Linked DNA regions of Gossypium arboreum: region 2 is linked to region 1. Evidence: chromatin contacts called from public Hi-C data. All regions are on one chromosome and are shown on one strand. Each heading gives the region's core, a stretch centred on a gene start, on an enhancer-like site or on the middle of the called end of the contact. The rest is flanking DNA. Distances are from core to core; before and after follow the strand shown.

What was found. A called contact is a pair of places that touch in the nucleus more often than the background predicts.
Region 2: a contact with region 1 is called in a Hi-C map of leaf, with 2.3 times the contacts expected there. The contact joins the promoter of LOC108473067 here to the enhancer-like site in region 1. A contact is called at or near these places in 2 of 5 Hi-C or Micro-C datasets (both in leaf).

The regions. Positions count from the first base shown.
Region 1 is chr7:16,747,434-16,753,609 of ASM2569848v2, reverse strand. No RefSeq gene overlaps it. Among protein-coding and RNA genes, the nearest start is that of LOC108476692, 11 kb to the right of the region's middle. Within about 2 kb of position 3,304, at least 1 of the 2 cell types and tissues checked has an H3K27ac peak or open chromatin away from gene starts, as enhancers often do. A contact at or near this core is called in leaf, where this site is marked.
Region 2 is chr7:17,026,042-17,032,217 of ASM2569848v2, reverse strand. LOC108473067 (receptor-like protein kinase FERONIA) reads right to left here and starts at 3,198. Exons shown (of 1, transcript XM_017774632.2): 1 at 212-3,198. The coding sequence starts at 3,026. The coding sequence ends at 642.

The DNA.
Region 1 (6,176 bases), core at 2,055-4,554:
CTTTTTCAATACTTTAGGGTATAGCTTTTGGTACCTGGTAGTCTGGAAGGCTAGCTTAAGCTCTACTTAATTAAATAATGCTTAATCAAAATGATTACTGTTATACTGTCAACAAATCAAAATCTCAGCTAATCCCATAATAGCCAATCTACAAGGCAAATCATGATCATACAACATAATTATTAATGAAATCGATCCACCAATTATAACATGAATGAACCCCATTATTTCTGGCAGGAAACATCGTCGAAACATGCTAGCTAGCTAGCTGCTTATAAAATCAAAAGGGTTGTTAGCTAGGTTATAATGAGCATGCAGATCTAAGATCGATTGATGATTTTCGTATAAAATTAAATCAGATTTTGTATCATAGCTCTTAGCTAATTTCCTGTATATATTTTTTGTTATTGCCAAGATTGCAAGCATGTGTTGGGGTACCCTTCTAAACCAACCAACCTCACATGGTTTTACACAAAGATTGCTAAAAATTGACAATTGACCACTGAAATATTCAATCACCAGAGTCTAATGGCTAGCTAAACCTAATTGTTTAGATTGAATAATTTGCAAATGATCTGTTCCTTTATTTCATGATCATAAAGTTGGAAAGTATTAATGTGTTGTCAACATCAGTCTATACAATGAGTAAAATTATATAAAATATAATTACCTCATCTGAAATTTTGGAACTAACTATTTGTAAAGTAATTTGATTATAGGTTAAACCATCGATGTTAATGTATCATTATTTTGTTTCGTATTTTATGAAAATTAAGAAGTTAGATTAAATTCATAACTAGACATTTGATAATACATTTTAAAGTTAGTGTTAAATACGAAAACTTGTATATCATAATAGATTATGTATATGTTAGATAATGATTATAGTATATGTGTATAGATTAATAAAAGTGTGATATCTTAAGTCAAATATATTCATGATTACAATCACTAATCGAGCTAGATAAATTAAATCACATATCTCCCTTGCAGTGCATGAATTAAACCTGCATTTTCAATGAAATAAGTTGATCGGAACCCTCACGTTAACTCAAGAATAGATTAATATATATGTATATATTGGATAAAGTATCAGCAAAAATTTGAAGTGTATTATTGAAATGGACAAAGGAAAGATGTATGGTTTGTTGGCCTACTAGTTTTGGCCAATATGTCGGGCCATCGGGGGAAGCTAGATGCTCATTGCCACCATGCTTGCAAAGAGTTGAAGGTGTATAATTATCAACTCATTTCTTCTTTCCTTATTTTAAACCACTTTTTAATCACTACCCTAGCTAATCTTTGTAGCCCATTTTTCATACAATGCAACATGGGATAGCCCCATATTGTGCCCCAAAGCAAGTAGTTATCCAAACCCCAAAAGAATTTTATTTTTTTTTAAAATGAATTCAATAATCAATTATATCAATCAAAATGAAACTATATTTAGTACTTCATTGTAAAGTCAATGATTTTTTAACCTAATATTTAATTTACAGATTTAAAATCTGAGCTTTAGTATCTACAATATCTTTGTATATTCTTTTTTATACTGGTAAACAAAATGAATTACTTTTGTTATATATAAAAAATGAGCAAGGAAATTGAGAGTTTGGGGTAGAGAATGAAACTGCATTTGATTGGATCCCATAATTAAATGAATTTAGTTCATGGCATTCCTACATTAATTTATTCCATTGAAATTGGAGAGCATAATTGTCTAGATTACTTTTTAGGTCATGACAACAAAGTTTTGTATCTTATTGGATATAATAGTATATATTCATAATCCTAAACATTGTTTTTAAATAGAGGCGAATCTCAAGGGGGACAGGCTGCGCTTTGGCCATCAAATATGATTTTTTTTCAATTTAGTCCTTTTATAAATAAATGAATTATAAATTAATATATAATATTTTTTATTTTGGCCCTTTAAAATGATAAAATTATAAATTAATACATAATAAATTTATATTTTAATTTATAAAAATTATAATTAAATTTCTACCCTTGCTAAAAGATTTATAGATTCACCCTTATTTTCAAATATATTCAGCTAATTATGAATCATGAAAAGACATATCATCACCTTAATATTTGCTACTAATTACTTTGTCTTTTTAATTATAAAAATTTTGATTGTCTTTTTGTGTGTATTATTGCACATGGGAGCTGGTTAACCCCATGTGTGTTTTGGTACCATTTTAATGGTAATGAATTATAATTATGGATGCACTAAAGTGCTAAACCTAAGTAGGGATAATTAAAGAAAAAAGAAAAGGAATATTGATATAACTTTTTGGATGGGGACGAATGAAATAGTTCATTTTCTTCTGGATTTATCAAAACGAATAAAAAAGCCAAGAATCTGAATATAGTTATATTGTGGGCATGCATAATTGCATATAATTAGATTCAATCTCATATTATAGCATATAAAAAATCAATAGGTATGATACTACCACTTCACCTACAACACCTTTTTTGGTTAAGGATTTTGAGCCCTTGGTAATTATTTTGATAATTAAAGGATTTGGTTTTTTTTCTTTTAACAATTTTATTATAGATTCTAATCGTATATGTTCTTTATACAATGTCTAAAACTATCCATAGTCCCTCCCCAACCCATAAATAGGAGGATAATGCACTTTAGCCAAAGGCGAATCTAGGGGCCGCTAAAATGGAAATTTTTTCCATTTTGACCCCTTAAAATTTTTAAAATTTTAAATTGGTAAAGGTAACATTACACTTTAGCCCCCCTTAAAAATGATAAAATTCTGATTTAATCCTTTAAAAATTATATTTTTACTATCGTAAAAATTACAATTTAATTCCCTCCTAAAAGAAATTTTTGGCTTCGCCTTTGGCTTTAGCGTACTCAAACTTATGTCCTCCTGTACTGGCAACAATGCACATACCAATTGAATTAAGGGCTAATTTAACATTACTTCTCATAAGCACTTTTGGACCAAAAAGCACTTTTGAGCAAAAACTAAATTTTTCTACTTCTGTTTTTGATTAAAAAAGTGCTTTTGCAAATCTTTTTTTTTTTGTCCAAGAAACACTTTTGAAAAGTTCAAAAGTATCTTGTTTAACAATAATTTTATCTCAAAAATATTTTTTATTCTAAAAGTATTTCTGAAAAACAATACTAAACTGATCTTAAAACTCAATCCACACAACAATTAATACTTTATCTTTGTAAAAGGGATATAAAAGAATAAAAGTTGGAAGGGAATACAGCCCAATGGACCAAAATCATGTATAAAGGATCAATCTTCTTTAGAGGCCTTCAATCTGTCCATCAAAGGTTTTATTTTAATGGGCCTTCTTAATCTTCACCAACAAAATTCATGTGTTTTTGGTTTATGGTTAAACTACACAAGTAAGAAAAAGATTATGAATCTTATTAACATTTTAATTCTTCAAACTAAAAAAAAAAAAAAACTCAAATAAGTTTCAAAGTCATTTCCATCGTTGTTAGTGCAACAATTAGGAATATGTGAATTTGAGCATACTTAAACACGTATTCTTTTTATATTTAAAAATTAAGAGGTTTATGGGTAATTATATTATTGCAAGAATCGGTTTAAGGTAATTATATTATTGTTAAGCCATGTTTCATGTATATATAGTATCAATGGTTAGTATTTGGTATGCTGATAACATAATTTTTGTTAATTTCACAAGTAGTCTTAAAATTTTATCTTCTCTCCTTTTTAAAAATATTTATTGTTTTTAATATTATAACACAATTTATAAGACACTTATAAACCATTTAACCCTGCATATGAAGTTTAAAAACTGCACTATCTGCCCTTGTATCAATTATATTATTGTATAATTATATTATCTTTTAAAAACAAACATATTAAAAAATTACGATATGCCCCAAATTAAATTTTAATAATTAAACTAAAATTGTTTGAATTTAAAGGAATAATTTAAGGAAAATATTTTCATTTAATAGGTTGAAGTCAATAAATTTTAATTATGATAAAATATATTAATTTATGGAAATAACGAATAATTTTCATCGAAACAAATTAGTGTGTAGTACATCTTTTTAGTTTCTAAAATTTTAACCCAGTTTTTCTACCTTGATACACAAAATTTTAGTTAAGGTAAAATTTTAATAGCTTCCAATAATTAAAATAAACCAATCATAGAAATATTGATAATAATATTTAAAGTAAGTCATACATAGAGGTGTTCATAGGCCGGATCAGGTTAAATTCGGATAAGACCTAACGATGATATTAATATATTTTATGTTTGCCTAAGTCTGACTTAGCCCGAAATATGGGTTTAAAATTTTGTCCAGACATACTCATATATGCAAAAAGACTAACCCAATCTCTTTTTAAAAACATATATTTTTCAGGTCTTGACAAAAAAGTTTAAATCACAACAAATTCCTTTTAATTTTTTGAAATTTGATTTCATACTTCTAAATCACTTTAAGTTGTTTGTTTATCAATTTAATCGATTCAGCCCGATCCTTCTTCTTCATAGACAAATTAATTCTAAATTGCTTGCCTAACATATATTGATATTTTACCCCTTTCTCAAGTCTCTTTATATTCATCATCAATCTCATAATTTTCTTATTTGATCCGACATTAAATTTCTTAATCGTTTGAATATACGCACCCAACCATAACACTTAGTTCACAATTTTGAGATCGTGTAGCTCTTAAGCGAACTTGTGAAACACCATGGACATTGTTGAAGTCAAATTGAAAATATCGTATTCAATATGTTGAAATTTTATTCCATAAATAATTTAAAGTATTTTATTCAAAAATTCATATGCTACAACTATGAATTTGATAAATGGCAATGATTTGATCGTGACGACTTTTCAATGTTGACTTTTAACTATCTTTCCACATTAATGCTACCCTCTATTTTTCTATTTCCATTTTACAATAAGTACCCAAGCTTCCTTCTTCTTCCCATTTAAAATTTACAAAACAAAAAAAAAAAATCTTACAAATGTAAAAAAAAAAAAAAAAAAAAGGGTAAACGCTAGAAACCTACATATATGATGGAAACTATTGTTAGCAATCATCTATTTATAACCATGAATAATTGACATGGTAGTTAAAGATTTTACGTAAGAGATGTTAAAATTTTGATTATGTAATTAAAATTATAATAAATTTGAACTGTTAAATATATTATATTTAATTTTTATTTGATTAAATAAATATTTTTATAATAAAATGGATAATATATAAAAATTTGAAATGTAAATTTTACTTAAATTATCCAAACTATATAATTACTTTTTAAAATTTTCATGTTAAAATTAAAATTAGAATTTAAAGTATGTAATACTATTGATAATATAGAAATAAATATTTAAGTTAAATCAAATGGATAATTATCTAATTAATTTTCTTATTTAATTAAACATTTACCTAAATTTTAAAAATTCTGATTATCTAATTAAATTTTAAATAAAATTTAATTATTAAATATAATAATTATCCAAATTATTATATTTAATTTTATTATTTAATTAATAAATATTTTTATAATCAAATGGATAATATATAAAAATTTTGAAAATGTAATTTTACTTACATTTTAATTTTACTTAAATTATCCAAATTACAACCAAATTTGATAATTAATTTTAAAATTTTGAAGTTAAAATAAATAAATATTTTTATAGAAAATTTCAAATCTTTATATATTTTTATCTATACTTTATTTAAGTATTTTTTTAGTTGGTATTACATTTAACTGGTCACCAACTTAATTATAAAATTACATAGATAACCCTTCTTTTAAATTATAATTAATGTTATTATGATAGCACTTTTATCTTTTCAAACTTTTATATCATCTTTAAATAAAAATAATTAAAATAAAATTACAATTTAAGGATAAAACATGTGTTTAATAATAAATAAATACAAGTTCATTACTACTCCACCTATATTCATTATAGAATAAATTTTGAAAGAATTTTTTTAATTCAATTATAAATTTATAGAAATACCTATTCTTTTAAATTATAATTAATATTTTTATGATATTTTTATCTTTTAAGACTTTTATAGTATCTTTTAAATAAAATAATTATAAATTTAATGATTGAGCATGTGTTTAATAATATTAAAATAAAAGTTTGGACCGCTTTACCTATAGTCAATGTTGAATAA
Region 2 (6,176 bases), core at 1,949-4,448, 280 kb before region 1:
AACCGACCACCTAATCCTAATTTTCACCACCTAATTTTAGACCCGATAATTATTTTAATATTTTATTATTAAACACTCTAATCCTATTTACGATACCCAATTTTAATATTTGGCTCTTTACCCAATTTTACTATCTTGGTTTTTAAGATGTTTAGGATGTGACAAAAACACTCACAACAAAGAGAATAGTCACTAAAAATGAATATCCTGATTTCAACCCAAAATATAAATTTTTTAATTCTCAAAAGTAACTTTTAAAAGAACCACTAAACACCTAAATATTAAAATACACTTTTTCAAAAACACTTCTAAAAATTAACAAACAACACATTTTTAAAAGCAATGCATAAAAAATTAATCCTTGATCAGTCATGTTCCATGCATAGTTGATAAGGGACCATGTCGGGTGTCGGTAGTGTGTAGGAATCAATCGCTACCCACGCAGAGCTCCCGAAGATGTGTTGATTTATTCGTCTTTAGAGGAAGACTTTTGACATTTTAAGCTTACCCACAAGTCATGTTCCTTACCACTCCTAAGCTCCAGCTCAATTTGTAATTAATTATAAAACTACGTCATGAATGTGAAAGCTAACGCTAGTGATTTTATGAAATTGATTTGTTCCCAAATTGACCCAAAAAGACTACACAAGTTCATCCATGGTCCGGGCATGATTAATTGTATCACCAGCTTCTACCGCCTGTTTTGCTCCAGCAGCTTCTTGCAATTCCAGTGCAAACTCAAGCATTCCCACCACATCTCTCATTTTTGGCCTTTCAACTCCCACATCATGTAGGCAGCTTTTTGCAATCTCAACGAATACTTTTAAACACTCTGCTGCAATTTTACCATGCAAGTAAGGGTCAATGATTTGCTCAATTGTTTCATTTTCTACACACTTGAAAGCCCAACCAGCTAAACCTATTTCATCATCTTCCAAACTTGTGTCAACTGCGGGTCTAGCACACAAGACTTCGAATAACACTACCCCGAACGAGTACACATCGGACTTCTCTGTTAAATGTAACCTTCGAAAATACTCCGGATCCATGTATCCGAAAGTACCTTTCACCTTAGTTGTGATTGGAGCATTTTCCATAAGAACCGGGCCCATTTTCGATAACCCGAAATCCGAGACTTTAGCCACCCATGTCTCATCCAACAAAATGTTGGTAGTCTTCACATCTCGGTGAATGATTCTCTGGACTGCACCTGAATGAAGGTACTCTAATCCACGAGCAGCACCAATACAGATTTGTAGCCTTTGCTTCCATTGGAGAGGAATATTATCGTTTTTATAGAGGTGATCACGAAGGGTTCCATTCACCATATAATCATAAACAAGAATCATCTCTTGTTTTTCGTTACAATAACCTATAAGCGACACAAGGTTAATGTAGCGAAGCTGAGAGAGCATCTCAATCTCTGCCCAAAACTCATTTTCACCCTGGTGAGACTTTGAATTGAGTCGCTTAATTGCCACCTCGTATTGAATACCCGGAATGTGACCCCTGTACACGTTGCCAAAGCCACCGCGCCCTATAATGAGAGCATCGTCAAAGTTATTTGTTGCAGTGAGTATATCGGCAACTGAAAAGTGCCTACATCGATTGGGGGAAACTTTTCTTCTGTTTATGGATTCCGTTCTGCACAAAAAAAGTTTCCTTTGCCAAAAAACAAGGGACAATATAAGCAGGATTGATACTATGCTGCTTAGTGTAGCTCCAATGACGACCATTCCCGGTTTCAAAAATCTTCCCTCCTTTGAATACTTTTGCTTAAGCATTGGCTTTGTCTCTGGTCGAGGGTTCGGAGCGGCAAGGCTACCTTCCGAGTTGTTCAACTTGAAAATCTCTAAACCATTCAAAACCGCATCATTATACTCTGGCTTAGATTCGGCATTTGGATGTAGTGCGACCCATAGTTCGTTTTCACTTTGTGCCACCCTCACAACATAATCTCTGTAGATTGGAATACCATTACCTTCACCCACAGCAATCACATCCATGGCTTTCTCAGCGGTATGATTATTAATAAATATGTCGAATACACGCTGATTCACTTTCTGTAGATACTTTTCGCAAAAATGGAGCCTAACGAGGTAGTAAAACCCCGAATCAACTGTGAAAAGCCATGTAAGATTGTAATTGAAGTTGATATATGGATTAGGCCCCATTGAACGATAGGATTTGTACACAGCTTCCGGTGCCGTATACACTGGTGTGGCCTCGGTGTATTTGATTGTTGCCTCAGACTGATCATAATACGTAACTCCATATGCTGCTCCCAAGATATAGTCAATATCTTGGTTCCATGTTCTGAACATTCCTGAATCGTGCACATCTAAAACATCTCTTCCACCAACATTAAGCCGATAAGCAGTGTCAAGAGCAGTGGAGTTTTCAAGCTCGAAAAAGTAATTAGTGTCTATTAAGCGGAGAGAGCCATATGTCTGGCCTGTGTAGAGATTTGCAGGCATGGAAACGACTTCAATCCCACTGATAAAAGCGAAAGAATTCGGTGAAGGGGCGAAGGTGACATCCATCATCTGCTTGTTTCCAACAGTGATGACAAATTCTTTGACAATATAGGCTTGGGGAGGACTAGTGGCAGAAACTAAATAGGCACTGAAATTGCTCAAGAGAGTGTAATTATTAGCGGCAACTGAAAAGAAGGAACTGGTAATATCAAGGCCAGGGTATTGATTTGGATAAAAGTACAGACGAAGGAACTTAGTGCCTGGTGAAACGGGGAATTTATAAGTGAATTCACCACGAAAGAAACGAGCTGTCACGTAAGGAACTTGAGTGACAGAGGGGTCTTGATAGGATGCAGTGGATGAAAAAGAAGAGGTATTAGCATATAGGTGGTCATCATCGGCAACCCAGTTTCTGCCATCATAGGATGTAGTGTTTGATGAAGCACCACAGTTCAAAAGTATGTAGTCAGTAGGAATATAAGGAACTGAACTTGTTATAGAAGGTGAAATGGAAAGAATTAGGAAGACGATAGTAATTAAGAATAGCATTGTGGTTTTAGTGTTGTTTGTAGAAAAAGCCTGCAAGGCTGCAACTTATATATAGCTGAATAAATGGGAAAATTGAATACCACTGTATTCTTCAAGGTAGTTGAGAATGAAAGTGGTAAAAAGCTACAATTTTGAAGTCTGCCAATTCCAGCTAAGGATGGGTGGCCTAAAAATGCAAACCAGCTAAGCTTGTGAATAGCTGAAAACAACATTTGTGGAAACTCCTCCTCCATAGACTAGTCGCAAATAAGCAGTTTGCTAGAGTAAATGACACCGTATATTTTCGCGTTGCCGTTGACTAGGTGAATTGTGAGTCAAGCATTTTAGTTTTTTTCTATTATTATTATTTAGGATCAAGGAATTAGCATCAATAAATCATCTAATTTGGTATATTAAAATAATAACTTCCAAAATCTAGAATATTATTAAAAATTAATATCTTAATAAAATATTTTTATTAAATTAAAATTTGAATTTATCTTTAATTTTTAAAATTGTATTTGGTATTAAGTTTAATTTCTTTTTATTTTAAATTTGAGATTTGAGCTATAATTACTCTATTTTAAATTTGGGTAATAATGAGTATATTATTTGGTTTGGTCTTAATATAATATATTTGAGTTTCAGAATAAATATTTTAGAATATAAGTATTAAGTTTATAAATTTAATAGAATAAAAGTTATTCAATTATCAATATAATATAATAATGAACAATAAAAATATTTTTATTAATTCATATATCATAGAATAATAATTTTTATGTACATTAAGCACTTTAATTATTTTATATAAAATAACTGATGTCCACAAAACCAACTAAAAATTTGAGTAAAGTAAGTGCACCTATCAATTAATAGTATAGCTACGGTGAGTAAATATATCGTTTCCACAAAGATTAAAAGTACTAGTAATTACAGTCTTTCTATTATTTAACCGAATAATTGGAGTGATTGATTAAAAACTAAAATTAACTAAATTAATTAACTAACGAACACAACAAAAAACAAATCAGGAAAATAAATTATTAACAATTAAGAAGCGAAACAATACTCAAGAAAGAATCCACCTAGATTTCATCTGTCATTATCAATCTAAATTACGCAATTTATGTACTTAGTAACTTGACCTTAAATTATGCTAATATCTCTTTCAAGAATAAAAGCAACTGACTCTAGATGATTAATTGAAATTTCTTTCTAATTAAAACTCTTATTATTGCATTAACTCGTTCTATGGATTTCCCCATTAGATTTGACTCTAATCCGATAGATTTACGTCGTCCTATTTTTAGGATTGCATGCAACTCTACTCAACTATGCAAGATCTACTCTTAAACATAGTTTATTTCTCCTTTGATTTAAGCACATCAAATATGGATCAATAATCTAGAAATATTAAACCAAGAATTAAGTACACATAATCGAGAACAAGAAACTAAGAATTTATTCCATAAAATAAAAAATCAAACAACAGAATCTATCATAAGGTTCATCTCCCTAGGTATTTAGAAAATTAGTTCATGCTCAGAAATAGAAACATCCAAGATACAATATAACATCAAGAAACAAAGAAACTCATGATAATCTCCAAAGAAATCAAATGGGATTCTTCAATCTTGATGGAAATCTACTTCAGAGTTGGCTTCAGTGGTGTTCTTCGAGTTGTTTGCTTGAATATTCTATTATGGCTCACTCTTCTCTTCTTATTTTTGTCATATATACGTCTTAAAATCCAAAAAAAAAACTAAAAGAATGCGATTTCTTGCAGTTTAGGGTGTAAATTTGTGAAATCAACAAGACATACCACAGAGCCGTGTGGCTTACGCGACCGTTTCGCCAGACTGTGTGGAATGGGTCAGCCTATGTGGCTCTTGTAACTTGCTTTGATTTTCTAGTTTTCGCTCGTTTTTCGCTCCTTCTGCTCCCAAATGCTCTCCTAAATATAAAAAAATGAATTTAAAGGATTAGGAGTGTAAAATTCACTATTAACATCAGATAATCACCCAAAATCGCATTAATAATGGGATTAAACACGTTACTTTTAGCACTTATCAAATATCCCCAGCCTTAAGCATTTGCTTCTCCTCAAGCAAAATTCTCAACCCATATTCAAGTTAACTTTCCTCAATTTATTGTTTTCACTGATAATGTCTTAGGATAATTTACCGATAATCATGCATCGAAAATTCAAACTACAATGACACTGGAAAAGCACAAGCACAAATGTAACACCCCTCACCCGTACCCAACGTCGGGATAGGGTTCGAGGCATTACTAGGACTTTACATTTTGAAACGTACCAAATTGGGTCACCAAGTTTTACTCAAATTTTAAGCTTTTCATCCATGAACAACTCATCCCTTATATAGGCCTTCGAGGCCTATGACATACCGAGAGGCAGCGTGGGACAAATTCGGGTATGTTCGATAAACCTTGGGCTCCTTAGGAATTTTTTCCTTATCATAAAGTGTTACACGCCCATGTAAGTGGGTCGTGTGGACTCACACGCCCTTGTGACTTGGGGCACGACCATGCCCTTCAGCCATGGGCAACACTGACTTATCAACACGGCCATGGAACACACCCGTGCTACCTGCCCGTGGACGACACTGTCTTTTTAACACAGCCATGGTGCACGCCCCTGTGGTCTACCCATGTACAACTTTGAGCTAAAATTTTAAGTGCAGGGGACACACGGCCATAGCACACGCCCATGGGAGGGAATCGTGTGTCACACACGACCTAGAAAAACGCCCGTGTGTCTAACCATGTGAACTCTAATAGGCTATTTTCCAAGCCTTTAGTCACCCTTTTCTACTACTTGTGCTTAGTGGTTACCAAATTCAAAGTAAAACACAATTATACACTTGTAAATAATCTTGATTAAACTAGATGTATGGAAACCTCATATCATTGGTTTCATACATGATAGGTTATTTCCCATTTAGTGTTTATGGGTTCCCGTGTCACTTTAATTCATCCAAAATTGGCTCGTTCATGTGACTCATTGCCAATTGGTAACAACCCATCACTTATAAATAAAACCATGCATAAATTCGTAGGTCATAGCCTACTTCAATTAAGCCAATTTTCATGGCCATATACAAAGAAATAAACATATTTTTTTACATGCCTTCATTTGGCAAATCA